Linked DNA regions of Drosophila melanogaster: regions 2 and 3 are each linked to region 1. Evidence: chromatin contacts called from public Hi-C and targeted proximity ligation data. All regions are on one chromosome and are shown on one strand. The core of a region is the stretch at or near the end of the contact, and the rest is flanking DNA. Distances in the headings are between cores, read along the strand shown.

What was found. A called contact is a pair of places that touch in the nucleus more often than the background predicts.
Region 2: a targeted proximity ligation map of the Kc167 cell line shows a contact between it and region 1, with 2.9 times the contacts expected there. A contact is called at or near these places in 4 of 107 Hi-C or Micro-C datasets (the OSC cell line, the S2 cell line, embryo and 1 more) and 1 of 7 datasets of targeted methods (the Kc167 cell line).
Region 3: a contact with region 1 is called in a Hi-C map of the Kc167 cell line, with 2.2 times the contacts expected there. A contact is called at or near these places in 12 of 107 Hi-C or Micro-C datasets (the Clone 8 cell line, the D17-c3 cell line, the Kc167 cell line and 6 more) and 1 of 7 datasets of targeted methods (the Kc167 cell line).

What each region holds. Positions count from the first base shown.
Region 1 is chr3L:2,236,247-2,238,977 of dm6, reverse strand. It overlaps ACXD (Adenylyl cyclase X D), which reads right to left and starts at 1,370. Exons shown (of 12, transcript NM_138984.4): 1 at 965-1,370; 2 at 428-670. The coding sequence starts at 550. It overlaps CG9018, which reads left to right and starts at 1,902. Exons shown (of 4, transcript NM_139444.2): 1 at 1,902-2,177; 2 at 2,249-2,731. The coding sequence starts at 2,027.
Region 2 is chr3L:2,121,157-2,123,887 of dm6, reverse strand. All of the region lies in intron 15 of zormin (zormin,), which reads left to right. Among named protein-coding and RNA genes, the nearest start is that of sls, 6.9 kb to the right of the region's middle.
Region 3 is chr3L:2,150,347-2,153,077 of dm6, reverse strand. zormin (zormin,) reads left to right here and starts at 1,378. Exons shown (of 17, transcript NM_001043113.2): 1 at 1,378-1,468.

The sequences.
Region 1 (2,731 bases), core at 121-2,620:
AGAGTAGTTTTTACGTTATATATTTTACTTTTGCCCTTCGTACAGACTAAGATTAAGTTCGTTGCTAACGTTGCTCTAACAAGTGCCATTCATACTTGTCTAAAATGGCTGTCATCATTAACCTTAATTGAGACTTTTCAAACTGGACGCTCGAGAAAATACTATAATTCAAGTTGAAATAATTTGCATAAGTTTTCAGTTCAGTAAAATAGATTTTTACTACATATGCAACGGTGAATCACTACCTATTCAGCTGTTCTATAAAGCGCAGGAACTTTGCATTCGGTTGCAATTGGGTAAACTCAGATTTTAGTGATGGCTTATAAAGATTGGCGGACCCATATAAAGATAAAGCTACGCGGGAATAAAACTTTCCACCACTGCAGTGCTGAATGTTTTCGACGCATCCTTCAGACGAGGCACTCACCACAAGGTACGACCACTCCCAGTTCTTCTCGTTCTGCACGGTTTGGGCCTGGCTGCTGGTCCTGGCCAGGCTGATGGGGTTGGATCGATTGTACTCGATGGCCGAGTCGAAGTAGGAGTCCATGATGGCGCCAGTTCAGTTCAGTTCAGATTGGATTGGGTGGATGGGAGATCAGATGATCAATGTGGCGGGCTCATTTTCGGTGGCAGCTACTCAGAATCAGAGGCTGGCTGCCTATTTCGCCTATTATCGGATCAAACAATTAGCTAGCGGCTATCAGAGTTTCAGCCGCAAAGTCCCCCAATAGGCATTGAATCAGTCAATTGAGGGGCTTCGCTTATCGGAGCCAACAGAAAGAGGGAGGTGTGCGGAGAAGCTCTCCGGATTTTGGATTTCGGGCTGCGAGCTGTGCGATTCGTATGTTCGTATGCATGTATGTATGTGCGTATATGGTGGCGAAAACAGCAGCTAATTTAGCAATTTGTCTAATGTGCCGTTGATAGTGGTAATAGCTAATGGTCTGTAAATCAAACTCACCCGCACTCGCACTCCAAATCGCAATCGAAATGGGAATGGGAATCGATCAGGCGGAATTCGTCTGCATTATCAGCTGCGGTGGGCGAGAGCGAGTGTAGAGGTAAGGATCAGGGCTATATGGCTGTGTAATTTATTTACGGGCTTTGCACGTACGGCCGGGCACTTGAGGCGACCGATTTCGCACTTCACTTTCGTTGGGTAATAAATACGATAATAATTAATAAAAAATTAACACCACTTAAGCGCGTTGCGCTCCAACAAGCCAATACACGGCGGACAGGTATCACAAATTACTCTTTTGCCGCGATAAGCGCTCGCCCCGATTCGATTCCGTCCGACTTAATTGCCCGCCGGAGCTGCTATCAACACACGCGACCGACTCCAACCAACTGCTGCGACCAACTGAGGGCTCCAACGAGCCCACCACACCTGTCCAATCGTTCGCACTTGGATTCTCGATGGTTGAGTGCTGAAAGTGGAGTGCTTATCAGTGTGAAAAGTGTTTGGCGGCGCTGGCACTTGATTGATGACACAGCCGTAGGGTGCTTGCTTGTCAAGTGAAATTATTAAAAGTCTGCTCTGGATTATTGTAATTTATCAAAACTAGTTAAATAAACCATAATTCTGCTTGCTCTAAGGTTCAAATTCAAATTTAAATTTTTCTGGCGCCTCGTACTGGCTCCCTCTAGCGGTTTACGTTGGAAGCTGGTATATTCAGCCCTATTTGTACGGCAACTCTGCTTTGAGGTAAAATCAATTACTTTAAAATGTATTTCTTGCAAAGTGTATTCAACAACCAACTTTGCAACTTTCGAGAACAAGACAGCAAAAAATCGAACAGGAGAATTTCGGTTGAAATTCGAAGAAAACTGATTTCCCGCCACAGCGAGTGTGACCAGTTGCCGTAATTTGAAGCGGCTTGCGATCTAGCCGTATTTGGTATTTTGGTCAAAAATAGATACGCATTCCAAGCTGTTTATTTTTCAGAAACTTGCAAATATTGCAATCGTTCGACTGATTTGATAATAAGTACGGAAAAGCGGCGGAAAAGCAGCAGCAGCCATGTCGGCCTTCACGGATTCGGCGCTACTCAAGAAGCTGGCCGAGCTAAACAGCAGCCAGCAGAGCATCCAGACGCTCTCCCTGTGGCTAATTCACCACCGAAAACACAGTGCAGCGATTGTAAGGACCTGGCAGCGGGAGCTGGAGAACGGTGGGTATCCCCTGGCAGTTACTGGCCATTCAGTGCAGCACACCTACTAATACACATGCATCCCCAAACAGTGCCGGAGCCTAAGAAGCTGACCTTCATGTACCTGGCCAACGACGTGATCCAGAACAGCAAGAAGAAGGGCCCGGAGTACGGCAAGGAGTACAGCCTTGTGCTGGGCAAGGTGTTCGCCCACATTGGCGAGAAGTGCAACTCGGACAAGTTGCTGGGCAGCCTGGGAAGGATCCTAAACATCTGGCTGGAGCGGGGCGTCTACGATCCCAAGACCATTGCCGACTGGAGGTCGCGATTACACAAGGAGGCTCCTGGCAGCAGCTCCAGCAGCAATGGCAAGACCAATGGCGATAGTGAGAAGCCCGAGAAGGAGAAGGATCACGGCGGCAGCGGCAAGCCCGAGAAATCCGAGCGCCGCGAGAAGCGCAAGCACGAGGATCGCCACTCTAAGTCCAAGCGCTCGCGCCATCACGTCCAAGGCAGCAGCGCGAACTCAGCTCCTCCGACGGAGGAAGTAGTTTCTGTGGAACCCGAGAACGGCC
Region 2 (2,731 bases), core at 123-2,622, 120 kb after region 1:
CGAAAAAAGCATGCTAACCCGATGAAATTCAGCTTGCCGCCTTGTTTTTGCATGAAATTTGCGTTTGTTTGCGTTTTATGTGTTTAAACTTTAAAGTGAATCGTACGTCGGAGTGTTTGTGTTTCGTGCTTGCCGCGTGCTAATCCCACTAATGGATGCGCTTTGAAAACGCTGAGCCAGAGATTCTAATGGTTTTCCCACACTTCAGTGCCGGAGCTGCCCAATACGGAACCCGTCAATGCGCATCTGAGTCGCGATGAGCTGGCACAAAGGCAGCCATTATTCATAACGGTAAGCCAGAGTCATTAACCCACCACGACCCACGACGTGTCCAACCGGGAATACTGAAACCCCACAATTTCTCTCCCAATTCCTCGCACTTCGCTCCGCCGCGGATAAATGGACAGCCGCTGAAAGACATCGCGGTCGGAGTTGGAGGCACGGCGCGCTTCGAGTGCATTGTGCAGGCTCATCCGCAGCCGCAGGTCAACTGGACGCACAACGGCGGTCTTTTGGAGTCGGGTAGCAGGCACTGCATCGAGTACCGGAACGGCGTGTGCCGGCTAACCCTGCCGCAGGCCTATCCGGGTGAGTACGGCGGACAAGCTGGTCAGCCAAAGGTGCACAGAACCAAATTGTGGGCACTATTTACATGGAGTATCTAAGACCTGCAGCTAACTGTGAACCAGCTGTGCTTTTGTTATATGAAGCTACTATCATTATAAAGTTAGCTGAAAGTGCAATCCTTGAGATACTGATAGATTGAGATACATTTCATGTGCAATTTCCCCAACGCTAGAGTTCTACACAATTTCGTTCTGTGTACAATCAAATCGGGCCAGCTCATTAATCGTTCTACCTTCTCTATTCCTCGCTTCCTCCTGAATGAATGGTTGGCATCCTCTGGAATGGCTCGGAATCCGGCAGATGACAACGGCAGCTACGCCTGCACCGCCATCAATCCTCTGGGAGCGGCCACCACCAGCGGAAATTTGACCGTTTCGAGCACAAACCGCGGCTTTAGATACTAAACTTGTTTAAATGCAACTATTATTATTATTATTATTTGCTTTATGATTTGTTCAATGCCAAAGTTTCGCCTTATTGTGTGTATGTATTTATTGCGCCCCCGCGTCACTTATTCGTCTTGTGGGCTGATGATGGACTTACAAAATGTCGCCCAAAACAACCCATTATACATGCATACAACAAAGGAATATAGTATTACTTGTGTTTTTGTCGAAAATGAAATAAACAAATATTTAAACGAAAAGGAACGTTTTTCATGGGATTTTTCCTGCTTTTCCTTACTCAGCTGATCGTGAAAAGCTCAATGGTGGCGCTCTCTACATTTGGGATCGAACCATAATTTTCGAAAAAGCTGGGTACGCATATTCGAAAAAGCTTTCGAAATCTTAAGACGTTAGATGGCGCCAATATCGTGGATATTAGAATATTAAAAAAGTAGGATACAATTTTAAAAAATATAGCACATTAGCCACCATTTCGAAAATTAAAACTTAAAGCCAAATAAGATTAATTACACTATATAGTGTATTTTTATTTTAATCGATCCCTTAGATCTTTTAATTCACCAGATTGATTTTGACATTAATTTTGTTTTGCTTTGATCTCTTTTCAAGATTAATTTTCACTTTATATAGCAAAGAACTTTTCAAATTAGATTTCTAAATGAATTACAGAATTTTAAAGTCCCATTTATCATGTTAAGCTCTTAGTCCATCAATTAATTTCAGTCATTTGCTTTTCATTACTCATTGCCATATAAATGTTTTAACTAGGCCAAAAAACTACATTTAAAATCGGGTCAGAAAGTGATTAAAAAAAAATTTGAAAGGCATCATCTGAACAAATGTTTGGATATGTGTGGAATAAAATATTTTGAGTGGGCGGCTGACAGTCCGAACGTTTCGCTTTTGCTGCTCGCAGATGATTTATTTGCCTTTCGGCAAATGTTTATTTATCTAATTTTCTCGGCATTTTCTTTTTTGTCGCGATCGCTTGCCAAGAAAATCACTGGCGAGTAAAACGCGCGAAATGCGAAATATTCAACGAAACAAAAGGGGCATCGCTGAAACTCGGACAGGCCAGACATAAACACTCTCGGCTGTCAAGGTAATTGAGTACACATGGGCCCAGTATATGTAGGCCTTTGCGAGTCCTTGACACTGACACCAAACACAAATCACCGGCAGTGTTGCCAACTAGTGCAACATGGCAGAAAGTAGCCAGGGCAAATAGGATTTAATGCTTTTTTGTTAATTATGCAAATAATATTGAAACTATGTCCTTGGGTTCAATGATCCTTGGGTTCAATGAAACATAATTCTTAAATTAATTTTCTTGGGAAAACCAACTATCTTATCATATCATAGCCAAAACTAGATGGACACCAACACAGAGCCTGACTTTGCCACTCACTTTGGGGCATATGACACACTTCTGCCGTTTCTGCCGTTGATTAGTCGCCAGTGGCTGGTGGGTGGGTGGTCTCTGGCTGACTGGGTGTTTTGGGGGGTTCAAGGTCCTCCTCCTCCTCCTCCTCCTCCTCGCCTGCCAATCTGCCAATTCTAATTGTGTGCTTAGTGCCTGGCCAGAGTGTTCGAGTCATTAGGCAGCGGTCCAAGAAACAAATTAGATCCTACTCAGAGGCCAAATGCAGGCACTCATTGAGTCATTTGCAGCATCATCATGGCCAGTTCTTAGTGCA
Region 3 (2,731 bases), core at 129-2,628, 86 kb after region 1:
TTGGGCTGCATCCGTGAAAAGTCATTGCCATCATCTGCACTTAACCCTTGAGTGCTCTTTTGGACTTTTCCACCCTAAATAATTTTTTTCAATTTCCCTCTGTGGGTGGCCCTTTCCCCCAAACATTTAACAAGTGGTCCTCAAGTGATTTCAATTATCTGAAATGTGAACTGGCAGTGGGTGCAGCGGGGAAATGGGGTTAAGAGGGGTTGGCTGCTTTTGTGAGCTTCGTCAAGTGGCTCATTAATCTCAATTAAAAAACATATAAATAAATCGCTCTGAGTGTGGTGAGTGAGTGAAAAGAGTTTATACTTAACGAGCTGATCATCCAGAAAGGCGAACCAAATATCTATGAGATTCTTTTCATGCCATTCGACCAGATTTTCTGACGTGCCGGCGCTGAAAGCATAATTCGATAAGTTCGAATCGTTGATAGCGAAAAATAATAACACACATCTGCAGCGCATTGATTGCCGCAACTGCTGTTGCACGCAAGAAGCGTCGGATGTTGCACGTTGAATATTGCACGAAATCCGGAGCCAAAGCCAAAGCTGCAAGACACGCATTTTGGGTGAAAAATACTTCATAAATTGGGGTATAGAGCATCATGGGTGGTGAGGGGATTTAAATGCGGGCGGTCAGTCAGTTTGCCTTGCATTAAGACACGATATCGTCTGGTTTCCTCCGCTGCTCTGGTGTTGTTATTTTGATCTTCCACTCTTCACCATGTTATTAAAGTACAAAAGCTGCACTTGAATATGTTGTGGTTTAAGGTACCTCGTCTTATATGGGGTGTATAAGACCAACGAGGAAAAGGTCTAGCCAAGGGGAAAAATCATCCACACATAAGATGTTAAGTTAGATGAATATTCAAAAGTAAATGCGAATAAATAAAGTGAGGGCATAAGAGGGTAGCAACAGTTCGCTTAAAGTTACCCTTTATCATCAGAATTACAGGGTACAAGCTCGCTTCATATCGCTTTACCTTCTCTTCGTATTGTAATTGCTGAAAAGCCGGGCGCAGGGCATTAAAAATTGAAATCATGAATTAACGACGCCGCGAATGCCAAGAGCACTTGTTTATTTATGTCGTCTCCCCTGAAGCCCCGCATCTTGCCTCTTTCTCTAGCGTCTAGCGTCTCCAGCCCTCTCTTTCACACTCTCTCATTTTCAAAATACAAGCCGGCTTTTCAAAACTGAGCTTAGCCAGTGTCAAGAGATCAAAACAAGAGAACCGCTACCTGCATGAATGAATTGAGCGAATCGGTTAAGTTTCATGGGCTGCACGCTCTTTATCTCTTTCTGATCGGCTGTCTCCCGTAGAATCTGCTCAGTCTTCGGTCTCCGGTCTTCAGTCTTCCGATCATTTAGTCAGTCTTGTTCGAAGTTCGCGGCGTTCGGTTGTTCGGCTGTTGGGAAAGCGGCGCGCGCGTTTTGATTTTCCACATCTCCACCGCTCGAATATAATGTGCGAATAAAAACATATCTATGTAAATTAAGTTAGGCAGAAAACGAGGAAGAAAACAATAAATTTGGCACTTCAAAAAAAAAGCGAAATGAAACGTAAATTAATCAGCCATAATTTACCTAGAACATTTTTGACATTCAAAAATGCTTGGCGCTAGTTTTTTTTGCGTTCACTCGTCTAAAGATGAAATCAACAATCTGTGCTAAATTTATTGTTGTTGTCGAATATTCAGTTTTGTGACGACCCTCAGAAAGCACAAACAAAATGTTTAACAAATAGAAAACGACACAGAATGCGCGAAAAAAATATTTTTCAAAAATATTCGGTGACCTGATGCATTGAAAGCTTATTTGTTTGAGTCATGTGCATATTTCAATATACTACAACAGTCCACGCCCCAGAAAATTTCAATCAACAATTTTCCATTTTTTTTTCTTTTAAATTTTTTGGACAACAACATATGGAGGCAAAGCATTTCCTCGATTGCGCTACTGTAAACTTTTATAAAGGGAACTTGTTCTTCCCAATTTTTGGTTTGCTGCTTATTTTTAGACAGCGCAAAGTACAATTAAAATAGTTTACATTACGCCAGCAACGGCGGCGACTATTAAAAATTGAGAGAAACACCAAAAATTACCTAATGGAGGCAGCTGGCTGCACACGAGCATACGCGGCGTATGCGTAATGTATTCAAAAATATCGAAAAATCCATGAAAAATGACTGACTGGCGACGACTTCTGCCAATGCAATTGGCACATGTTACAGATTTGACGAACATCCGCGCGCTTTATCTATTAGCTATAGTAGCCTGTATCTGTAGCATCGCAGTATCTGAGTATCTGGGCTAGAACAACAGTTTAGCTTCGTGGCAGAAATCGCCGCAAAAAATTACTCAATAGTTTGTTGTTTTAAAAATAAACGCGAATCGAGCATTGTCTTTGAGTTTTGGCGGGGCGGGGGGCTACCGAGGTTCTACAACGAGACTAGCACACGCATCAAAGGCAATTTTCTCAGGCTCAATATGCAAAAAGTACACACGATTCTCTCGGCTATATAGCCGTATATATAGACACTACGGAATAATAAACAGACACTAGAGCGACAGGGAGAGCGCGAGTATGAAGTCATAGTCATCGCGGCGGGCAAAAAGAATTCTCCGTTTCGAAAATCTACCGATTCGCGGAGGTTCTCAGACGATCGCCGGCGTTGATAGCGCTCGCAACGAAACGAAGGAACCGCCGAATCGAATCCCCTGGCTATAA